Regions from separate parts of the Sus scrofa genome. Here region 2 is linked to region 1. A link is a contact called in public HiChIP or PLAC-seq data. All regions are on one chromosome and are shown on one strand. Each heading gives the region's core, a stretch centred on a gene start, on an enhancer-like site or on the middle of the called end of the contact. The rest is flanking DNA. Distances are from core to core; before and after follow the strand shown.

Region 1 (5,569 bases), core at 982-3,481:
AGGACTAAACAAACTGAAGGCAGAGAGAGTCATTCAGAGTGCGCTTTCATTCAAAGAGATCCATGCACCCCTATGTTCATTGCAGCACTATGCACAATAGCCAAGACATGTCCATTGACAGAAGAATGGATTCAGAAGATGTGGTACATGTATACAATAGAATACTACTCAGCCATGAAAAAGAATGAGATCATGCCATCTGCAGCAACATGGATGCAAACAGAGACTCTCATGCTAAGTGAAGTGAAGTCAGAAAGAGAAAGATACCGTATGACATCATTTATATGTGGAATCCAAAATATGACACAAATGAAACTACCCACAAAACAAAAACAGGTTCACAGACATAGAAAGCAGACTTGTGGTTGCCAAGGGTGAGGGAGAGGGAGAGGGAGTGGGATGGACTGGGAGTTTGGAGTTAGGAGGTAGAAACTATTGCATTTAGAATGGAAGAGCAATGAGGTCCTACTGCACAGCACTGGGAACTATATCCAGTCTCTTGGGATAGAGAAAAAGAATATACATATATGTATGACTGGGTCACTATGCTGTACAGAAAAAAAAGGAGCACAGCAGATAGAGTCCTGGGTGTCCAGGGACGTGAGAAGAATAAAAGCATTTTAGGAGAATTCCTCTGTCGCAAAAGGGAGATTCTGAAAAGCTTATGTTCCATTTGGCTTGTTTCAGTTTTGTGACTTTCATGCCTTGTTACCTGGAAACTTCCAGGCAGCAGCACACACTCTGGGCACAGGCGACTTGGCCTGCAGGGACGCCTCTGGGTTGCATCTCTATCCTTTGGCCCCGGCCGCAAGAATGAGGTGAGGGCAACCAATCTGGGACCATCAAGGGCTTCTCAGCTGCCGGCCCACCGCTGCCAGGACTTTCCCTGAGAAACGGACAGCCGGCAGAGGTGGGGTACAAGGCTCTTATCAGAGCAGCCATGCGGGAGCTCAGTCTCTAAATAAAAGACGGCAGAGGAGAGCTTGCAGGGCGGCAGTCTGAAACAGGGCTTAGCACATCTACTGGGGCGGCTTCCCAGGAGCCTGGAACGACGGACACGAAGAGACGACCCCTCTTAAAGGGCTCGCGTAGATCATTCGCGGGCTTTGACGTGGGTGGGACCAAGTGGGAGCGTGGAGGGAGTCACCTTGGAGCATGCGCCCCTGGCAGGCACGAGATCCTGTTCTGAGGATGCGAAGCTGCCCTCGTAACAGGAGGTCAGAAAACGAAAAGACGTGGGGGGGGGGGGCGTGATGGAGTGAACCCCGCCTTCAGCCTGCAAACCCAAGGACAGGAGGAGGACTTCTGTGCTGCCAAGTAGCTGCCTGGATGGTTTGCATTATTTTATTTTGCACATGGCACGCCTGCAAACACCACCGCGACTCACTCTGCGTTGATGCAAACATTTTTAAACATGACTTTTTAAAAGTTGAAGTGTAGCTGATTTACAATGTGTTCGTTTCAAGTGTACAGCAAATATACACAGACACATACATATATACGCATGTGTGTTTTCCGATTCTTTCCCAGAATAGGTTATCATGGAATCCCGAGCACGTTCTCTGTGCTCCACCGTATCTGTTTCATACAGAGTCGTGGGTATCTGCTAATCTCAGACTCCCCATCTATCCCTCCCCGCTTCCCCTTTCGGTAACCGTAAGTTTGTTTTCTATGTCTGTGAGTCTATTTCTTCAACACTCATTGCATGGGCTTCTTCGTTGAGGTACCTGTTCAGATCTTTTGCCCACTCCTTAATTGAGTTGGATGTTTCTGGTTGTTGTTGTCGCGTTTTAAGGGTTCTTTGTATACTTTGGATTAAGTTATTTATCAGAGATCTGTTTTGGAAATATTTTCTCTCAGTCTACGGCTTTTCATTCGCTGACAGGCGTCTCTTATAGAGGCTACGTTTACGATTTTGATAAAGCCCCACTTAGCGGTTGGCGTTCATGGCGCTCGCTTTCGGTATTTCCTCTAAAAGTCCTTTTGCCATCTCCACGGTGCCGTGTCTTCTCCTATGTTAATGTCTTCCTGGTGTGCTTCATTTTGAGGTGATAGAATATACAGAAGGTTTTCTTTTCAAGTTATGTATTTATTTGTCTTAAGAAATACTGTCTTGATCCTAAGTGGCATGAAGACGTGGCACAATTTTTTACAGAGTGCGTGCGGTTCTCTGAGTCATTTCCTCACGGAGCCCCCAGCTCACTCTTGCTTCCTTCTTCAGATCTGTCCAACAGGGTGACACATCTGTTTGTGGAGCTTTTCATTTCAATTAGTATACGTGTTACCTAGAAATTCCTTTTAGTTTGAAAAGCTGCTTGACCATGTTTGTCTCGTAGTATTTGTTCCCACAGAACTAAATATAGCACATCTACTTGTTTTACTTTTTCGTCTATAGTTCCACACCAAAAATCCTCTGCCAATCAATCTGCCATCTTTTTTTGCCTGCCTGCACCTGTTTACTTCCGAGGTCTGGCTTCCTCGAGGGAAAAGAGACTTTTGCAACTTTATCTGTGTTTGTTCTTTGAGGCTGGGGTTGAGTGCAAGCCCAGCTACACTGTGCCAAGCGCCTGGGGCTGCTGGATCCCTGGCCCACTTTCCTCGGAGGGCTCGCTGTGCGTTTTGTGGGTTCCCAGGCCCCATGAGGACTGGCCCAGGGCTGTCATTTCTTAGGAGACACTGCTTTTCTTCCTCCTCTCAGGCTGAGGTTGCTCAGACTCTCGGGTTCCAGGGAAATTTCCCATTAAGTGACTTATTCCGAGAGCTTGGGTCTTGGGCAAATGGCTGTCTCTGTGGGCGCCCCACCCCCACCCCCGGGGGGAGGGGAATGAGGTGAGTGCCATCGCCACCGCCACCCCGTGGAAAGCTGACCTCAGGCCCAGTGCACCTCTGGGCAGTGCCAGTCCTGTGCTCTGCTCCCCACTCATGCTCAGCTGCCTGACCTCAGATTGTGTCCACCTAACTTGCTACTTTTCATTAATTTTTCTAAAAAGAATGTAAATCCCTTATCCTTAATTTTATTTTTTTATTATTATTTTTTCATCTTTTTAGGGTCTCACCTGCAGCATATGGAGGTTTCCAGGCTAGGGGTCCAATTGGAGCTGTAGCCGCCAGCCTACGCCACAGCCACAGCAACTCGGCATCCGAGCCACATCTGTGACCTACACCCCAGCTCACGGCCACGATGGATCCTTAACCCACTGAGTGAAGCCAGGGATCGAACCTGCATCCTCGTGGATAATAGTTGGGTTCGTTAACTGCTGAGCCACGACGGGAACTCCTCTTATCTATTTTATGGTAGGACTTCTTGGGGATCCCACCTGTCTTCGCTCATCTAATTTACCAACTATGGGAACGGTAGAAATCTTGTATCCTTTTAATCTACAAGCAAAGCATCTCAGTGGCCTGGCAGCACCCTCGTCCTCTAACCTCATCGCCCTTTTAACATGTGACGTGGCTGCTCGTGTCACCTGCCTTCTTCAGTGTTTCGTGGGGACAACCACCAGTGTGCCTTCCCCTCAAGGGGTCATTCTGGCCTCAATTCCATGGAAGCCAGCAGATAGGACTGTGCACAGGCCGTTTATCCCAACTGTATAAAGCGCCCTCCTTACTCCAGGAAGCCTTCTCTCCTGGCTGGGAGGCACGGGGACCCCGCAGCTCTGAGATCCTCTCAAAGGGACACCGTGGCTTCCAAGGACTACACTCTTGGCCAGTTTCCCCACCAGACCGTAACCTGCCTCATCTGCAGAGTCACTGCAGCATCCTTGGTTTGGCGAATGACAGGTGTCTTCTGTACCTGCTGAACCCATTTCTAGGATTAAATGATCCTATCTTTGACTTGAGATAACTTATCGTTTCCCCTTTGTTTCATGAGGAAATCAGCTATTTTTCTGAGGGCTCAAATCAGAGCAGTCACACCCCATTTGCCTTTGATTTGCATCTCCTTTTGGGGAATTTCCACCCAGACTCTAGGTTCATGACGGCTCAATGATTATAAAGATTCAGGTGTCTTAGTTCACAGAAGGGTTAACTAGAAAATGAGTCTTCAAGTTGATATTTCAATTATAAACATAAAATCTACCTATCTTCCTTGTTAAGTACTTTAGTCAACTGAAGTTAGTCTTAAAATTAATAATTTCTTAGTATCTTAAAATTGCAGCAGGAACGATTGTGTTAAAAATTACAAAATTGAGCATTCACCTTTTTCAGCAGAGTCGCCTTCCATACAATTATATTTCACTTCATTTTAGCAAGTAGTGTGTGGGCAAATGGGAAATGATTCATTTCCTTGTGGCCTGACTTATGACACAAAAAGTGTACAGTTTTGGTAAAGACACCGAAATCATAGTTCTACTGACCAGTCTCAAAGTAAGACTGGCTGACATTGCAGAAACACGAAGCGTTTCTTGTTAGAGCTTTCCCATCAGCTGGCACGAAGGATACGGAAAGCCACCAGAATTCAAAAGGCCTGACGAAAGATGCAGGGAGTGCTCCCTCCTGCCGGACATGCTCTGTTTGTCTGTACTTCATGCTCCACCTGACCTCCTCTCTACTTGCCAGCCCTGGTCTCCGGGGCTCCCAGGCTGGTGCATAGACGGGCAACACTTTCAAGACCCCCCACGTCTTCCTGCTCTCAGCAAGGGTCCTTGAGGGGTTTCCTAACTCTAGATGTTCAGTCCTCGCTGCTATAAGAGCAGAGGTGAAGTGTGGCGGGTGCTGGCTAGCCCGGATGCAGGATGCTACATATAATAAAACCGTCACTGGGTTTGGTCCTGTCCCATTGGCATGGTCCACGTGCATCAACATTTGAGCCTGCGTGCCTCAGAACTGAAGGGGACTTGAACTTCAGGTTAAGCTGTATGGCCTCCACGTATATCACTTAGGATTCACACCGGGGGAGGGGGGAGTCATTTGGAGGATACAGCAAGAACACGGGAGTAAGGACTGTAAAAATAAGCCCAAGGCCAACTTAAAGATCACCTACCACTATGCAGGGATAGAATGGCAGATTGAGTTTTTTGTACCGTGACACAGGAACCATGGTCTATAAATGAACTGGTCCCTCTGTGCAGGAGGAAGGCAGAAGTGGCTTCTGGAAGGCAGGGGAGAGTCCCAGCAAAAGCAGGAGATACAAGGAAAGCTGTGAAGGTCTCCCTTTCATGCTGGTGAAGCTTCCACTCTGCCTCGGCACAATGATAAGCTCTAGGAAAACATGTGCCCGCTCGACTCCAACACCTTTGCCATGGAAGTGTCTGTACCTTGGCCTCCTAGACGAATCAGAACCCCAGCTGAGTTTTTTGTGTATTTAATCTGAAATGCGAAACAATCCATTCATACTTCATTAGCCATTTGGAAAACACTGATCAGAATGTCCCATCTTTTTTATAAAAAAAAGTAGTTTCTTTCTTTCTTTTTCTTTTTTTTTTTTTTTGGCTTTTTGGGGCCACACCTGTGGGCATCTGGAGGTTCCCAGGCCAGGGGTCCAATCAGAGCTACAGCTGCCGGCCTATACCACAGCCACAGCCACTCAGGATCTGAGCTGTGGCTGCAACCTACACCACAGCTCATAGCA
Region 2 (5,728 bases), core at 1,232-3,731, 140 kb before region 1:
TCCTTCAGCTAGTGTGGTGTTCGAGCCTGATGCCAGCGGGAGGATGACACTCAATACCCGAGGGCCAGTAGTGTTGTACGTTTGTCTGCACTAAGGGACAGTTATTTATTTCCTTTTAAACCATTTACTTGAAGTAGAGCTGATTCGCAGTGTTGTGTTAATTTCTGCTCTATGGCATGACTCACCATGCACAGGCAGGCTTCCATTCCCATGCAGGTCATCACAGAACATCGAGCAGGTTCTCTGTGCCACACAGCAGGGCCCCATGGACCACCCATTCCATGGACCAAACCGGGCCCCTGCCGGTCCCAAAGCCCCACTCCCTCCCCCCTCCCCCTTTGGTAACCGTAAGCCTGTGACTCCGTTTCTGTTTGTATTTCTGTGTTTATTTAAGCTACCGATGGTTGTCAATGAGTGATGGTGAGGGGAGGGTTTCAGAAGAGTTTGGACATTGCTCCCGACAGTGAGAACTTTACGGCAGCAGAGAGATGTGGTCGGGGCTCCGAGTGGGTGCCATTTGGATGGTGGCGGGTCGCTCCACGGGCAAGACTTGAGCGCGGAGGTTGTATGTGGGGCCAGCGTGCAGGGAAATGGGAGGTTGATGGACCCCGAGGTGGTCGTCTTAGTGTTTTCAATTCTGCACAGACAGGGCACCCCTCACTCCCTGGACGCAGGACACTCGGCGCCCCCACTGCGTCATCCACTCCGCCCCACGCCGCTCCCCCCGCGGTGATATTCTCTCCACTCCACCCACCATCCTCGGTCCACGCCTGGATCCTGACACTTGGTGTACAAGAACAAGCACTGAATTAGCTACCAAACTTTGTGATGCTTGTCGGAAGTTTTACAAGCTAGAAAAACACATCGGCCTGCCCTTAACTTGGCATTTGGTGTCAGCTCTTGGCTGGGGCTCAAAGGTTCAAGTGAGTTTTATGTCTTCCCATTATTTCTTTAAGGTGAAGAGATAATATTTTTAGCACTTTCCTAATGATCAACTGAATGTGGCATATTTACGCGTGGGGCGTCTGGCCTCTGGACTTATTTAATGTGACTTTGGTCCCGAGCGTGGTTTTATTAACATCCATCTCGAATTCCATGACTCCCGCTGTCTGCCTGGCTGTGGAAGGAGAATATAAATGGTAAATTGAAGATTTTTTAAAAAGATTTGGTCAATAAATATTCAGCATTTGATGGCGACTATGACTGGGTTTGAAAGTCTTTATTTTGGAAGAATATGGCTGCTCTTAGTTTTAGCAGTTTTCCCCCCTGGGTCATCACAAAGAGACAGTATCAGGGTTTTAAAGACGGCGATGTTTGCTAGTACTGCATTTAAACACAAGGAGCCCCCCCTTACTCTTTGGAACCTGGCGCACGGCAGGACGAGGTTTCTGTCGCCCCCCCCTTACCCAGGAGCCCCCACACCATTTCCCTCGGGGCAGCCGGACCCGCGGTTTCCTTTGTGGGAAACCCAGGTGTCCTATCAGGCCTCGATTCAGGCAAGTGCTGTTTTGCTGGTGATGCAACACACTGCAGGTCAGGACACACACAAGTCCTTCTCCCCAGATCAGTATTTGTCACCTGGAAATAAAAGAAAATGCCAGTGAGGAAGAACTTCCTGGAGAAAACTCTCCGGGCAGAGCCCGGAGGGGGAAGTGGGGACTCAACGTCCGCACCTGCCCCCCCAGACCCCGAGGGCAGAGGTCGGGTTTGGGTCTAATGGGCCATGTTCTAGGCCTCAAGGTCTGCCCTGTCCTAGAAAAGTTAATGAAAATAAACTAATTGAACACGTCTGAGGAAAGTGATCAAAGAACATCGAAAGGTCTGTGTGCTGGGTGCCTTTCATCTTAGAATAGAGGCTGTTAAAAGTTACAAGGGAAAGGCCAAACCCTTTTATTTATTTACTTATTTATTTATTTGTGATTTTCAGGACCGCACCTGCAGCATACAGAGGTTCCCAGGCTAGGGGTCTAATCGGAGCTGTAGCCACTGGCTACACCACAGCCACAGCAACGCCAGATCTGAGCTGCGTCTGTGACCTACACCACAGCTCATGGCAATGCTGGATCCTTAACCCACTGGGCGAGGCCAGGGATTGAACCCACAACCTCGTGGTTCCTAGTTGGATTCGTTTCCGATGCACCACGATGGGAACTCCCAAACCCTTTTATTTTTTAAGCAAATTTGATTTTTTTTTTTCTTTTAGGAAAGACTAGACAACAGTTGGCGACTTGTGACCACTTTCAGGTGTACTTTTGCTGGCTTAAGACTCACAGCATCCTTGGATATTGGGGAAGAAGAGTTTAGAATCAGGCGTAAATACTAAGACCAGTCATGTCTCAAAGGATAACACATCTCTTTCAAATGGGACTTTTAATATGGACCTGCTGATTTTCTACAGTAGGAAAATGTGGTTTGCTTAGAGCTCAGTTTATACTAAGAAAAAGGCACAGAGAAAGTCAGAGATAAGCAAGCCACTTCCTCTGGTGACTGTCAATCCTAAACCCTCCAGCATCTCGCGCCCCAAGGCACTGCCTCCCAGGGACAGCATTTGCAAATGTTCCTGGAACTTTCACTTTGGGTGGCGTTTTGCTTAATGAATAATGAAAGGGAAATTTCCAAAAGATCAGGAAGAGCCTTTTCTGTTTCAGTGAAAGAAAGCTAGGCTCTGTCTAAAAAGTTTCGTTTACTCTGTTCTTTATGACAAGCAACACAAAACAAAACAGAAACAAAAGCTAAACAAGAGCAAACCCAACCCACGGATGGACCTGTCTTTCATATTCTTTAGTCTCACTCACTCCTTCAGTGAGTGAAGAGAGAAAGAAAGAACCTCCATGGAAACAAAATACTAATAATCTGTATAATCACGCCCCTGGCAGATTACAGCTGGGGTTAGCCCTGTGTGCGAGATCTGTGGCTTTGTTAAAAACAAGAAAATCTTGTTCTGCTAAAAAAAATTTCCGGCTGCTATAGTTCTAAGAAATCAAGTAGCATTGACTAAATCCATTCTGTATGACTCACAGATATAGAAAACAAACTTGTGGTTACCAAAGGTGAGAGGGGAGCCAGGAAGAACAAAATAGGGGTATAGGATTAACGGGTCCAAACTGTGATGTATAGAATAGATAAGCAACGGGGACACAGCACAAGGAATACAGCCATTATCTTTTTTTTTTTTTTTTTTTTTTTTTTTTTGTCTTCTTAGGGTCACACCTGCAGCATATGGAAGTTCCCTGGCTAGGGGTTGAATTGGAACTGCAGCTGCCAGCCTATGCCAAACCATGCCTGTGACCTACACTGAGGCTCAGGACAACGCCGGATCCTTCACCCACAGAGCAAGGCCAGTGAATAAACCCACATCCTCATGGATACTAGTTGGGTTCATTACTGCTGAGCTATGACCTTGTAACAACCTATAATGAAGTATAATCTGCAAAAATACTGAACCACTCTGTTGCACACCTGACACTAATATAATATTGTGAGTCAACTAACTTCAATACAAAATGCATTCTGTATTATTTTAGTAAGGATCTAAGGCAAAATAGAAAAAGAAAAGCCTTCACTTATGATGTGAATTTTTAATCTCGTGTATCCTTTAATTCTCAGGTTCTAAAATGTGGCCATTATTTAAAACAAAACAAAACAAAACATTCATGTTACTCTTTTTGGCCACAAATATATTTATTTGTACTTCTACCAGGTAATTTTAATCAAACTGTATTTAAACCATGACTGAGGGCTAGCTAGTTAGCTAGCTAGGAAGATGGACAGTTACATGACGGGTTGAGAAAAACATCTTGGAATACTGCATATGAGCAATTTGGGCATATGGAGATCCTAGGCAATTTTCTTTGGCAATGGCTGCCTTGGTATCTAAGGGAATCAGGACATGGTTCTTCCACTTTATGCTAAATTTGTTAAATTTAATCTTTCTTATCTAGTTATAAAAGTCAGAAATTTCTGTAGCAAAAAGTCTTTCACGGCAAGCCCCTCCATTTTCAGTGAACAGAGATGCTTATCAAGGCAGCGCCCAGGTGTTCAGACAGAGCTGGTACCCAGATAATGGCATCAGCCTGGATTTGGGTTTTGCTAATGAGCATATTCTCTAAATGCCTTTAAAAAGCGAGTCTGATTAGAAAAAGGACTCCCAGGCATCCTTTTAAACAGTAACATATTTCTGAACAGGGGAACTTCTCAGTGAATTTTTTTTTTTTTTCAGTTGTGACTTGCTTACTGACCTATTTATCTGAATGACTTTTCAGTTGTTTGTGTTTAGTTAGCCAGCCTTTGGGGGGAAGGTTTATTTGCCCAAGATGGTATTTTTCCAGAGAAATGTCTAGGGGCCTCCACTTGAAATTTTCTCTTTTTTTTTTTATTGTTTCTCGGTGTGGCAGATCACGCCTGGGGGAGGAAGGTGCTGGTGGTGGGGTGATGGGAAATGATGGGGTGCCTGAGGATAAGTCAGGTCGGGGGACTGAGGCTCGCCAAGCTGGCTCTTGTAGGATGAGAGATAAGACAACGATCCCTTCGAGCAGAGGAGAAACTGAAACTGGGCTATGTTAGGAGGTGGTATCTTATTTTCTGAGATGAGAACTAGTGATTCCTTCCTCCGTGCCCTCAATCTTCCTCACAGGGACCAGGCTGCCTCTGCTCCCTGGCCCCACTGAGGAATGAGGCTAGCAGGTAAACACAGATTAAGAATTCTGAATTGCATAGACTTTGGTTCTCCAGTCCCTAAATTCCAGAAGTTGACTGTGCCAGGTGATTCAGAGGGGAAGCTTGCAGAGAGGTCTTCTCAGGAGCCTGCAGGAAAGGGTTAGAAGGGGGGTGTGATGGCCTGGACGGCTGAGACCACGGTCTTCTGTGACGGACTCTGGCCAGCAGACCGGCCAGCTGGCCGCTCTTTCCCTCTAAGCATCTGCTGCGATCCTGGGAGGGATCATTCTTACCAGGACGAGCTGGATGGAGTCTGGGTTCCAGAGCCAGTAGAAAGGGCTGTGTGCGTAACGTAACTAGATGCTCGTGCACGGCACCCGATCTAATCAATTATTCTTTCCCGACCAGTGCAAAGGTAGAACTTCCATTCAGAGTGAAACTTATTCACGAACAATTTTGAATCCCTTAAAACATAGTACATGGTACTCCCCCCCACCGCCTTCTTCCCCCCCCGCCCCGCGCCCCGCTTTTCTTACTCGGTTTTTCTTAGCTTTAGTTCCTCTTCTGAGCTTCATATCCGTTCTTGGAGGAAAACCACAGCGATGCTGATGTAACTGTCCAGGTGCTATTGGTCTCATGACTTTACGATCTTCCAGAAGAACAGCTTCTCGTCTATCAGAAAGAAGGCAGGTCGGCCCTCCTGGGGGCTGTCATGCTGCTGGAAAACTCAGAAACTCTCCCCCACTGTGTCGGGCTCAGTCCCAGACCTGAGGATGGAGCCCTTGGTTCGCGTGGTCTGTGGAGGGGCTGGAGGCTGGGGCCTGGGGGCAGGTGGCGGGTCTTCCTCTGGGGCCAGTCTCCGCAGTGCAGGTGGTCACTTCCTGCATCCTGCGGCTGGACTTGAATTTGCATACATACCCTCTGAAATGGACTCTTGCCGTCTCTCAGCCTGGGCCCTGAATTAGGTCCCTGAGGAAGCCTTATCTTTACCCCTGGCTTCGTTCTTCACTTTGTATCCGTGTCTGACCGCTCACTTCCCATCACAAACCTGTCTTCTCTTTCCAGCAAGTCT

The links. HiChIP or PLAC-seq counts read pairs in DNA pulled down with a chosen protein or histone mark.
Region 2: a contact with region 1 is called in an H3K27ac HiChIP or PLAC-seq map of alveolar macrophages. The contact joins two enhancer-like sites. A contact is called at or near these places in 1 of 47 Hi-C or Micro-C datasets (embryonic fibroblasts) and 1 of 2 datasets of contacts at active chromatin or transcription factors (alveolar macrophages).

What each region holds. Positions count from the first base shown.
Region 1 is chr10:66,207,378-66,212,946 of Sscrofa11.1, reverse strand. No RefSeq gene overlaps it. Among named protein-coding and RNA genes, the nearest start is that of KLF6, 280 kb to the left of the region's middle. Within about 2 kb of position 2,231, at least 10 of the 83 cell types and tissues checked have an H3K27ac peak or open chromatin away from gene starts, as enhancers often do. A contact at or near this core is called in alveolar macrophages, where this site is marked.
Region 2 is chr10:66,347,309-66,353,036 of Sscrofa11.1, reverse strand. No RefSeq gene overlaps it. Among named protein-coding and RNA genes, the nearest start is that of KLF6, 140 kb to the left of the region's middle. Within about 2 kb of position 2,481, at least 23 of the 83 cell types and tissues checked have an H3K27ac peak or open chromatin away from gene starts, as enhancers often do. A contact at or near this core is called in alveolar macrophages, where this site is marked.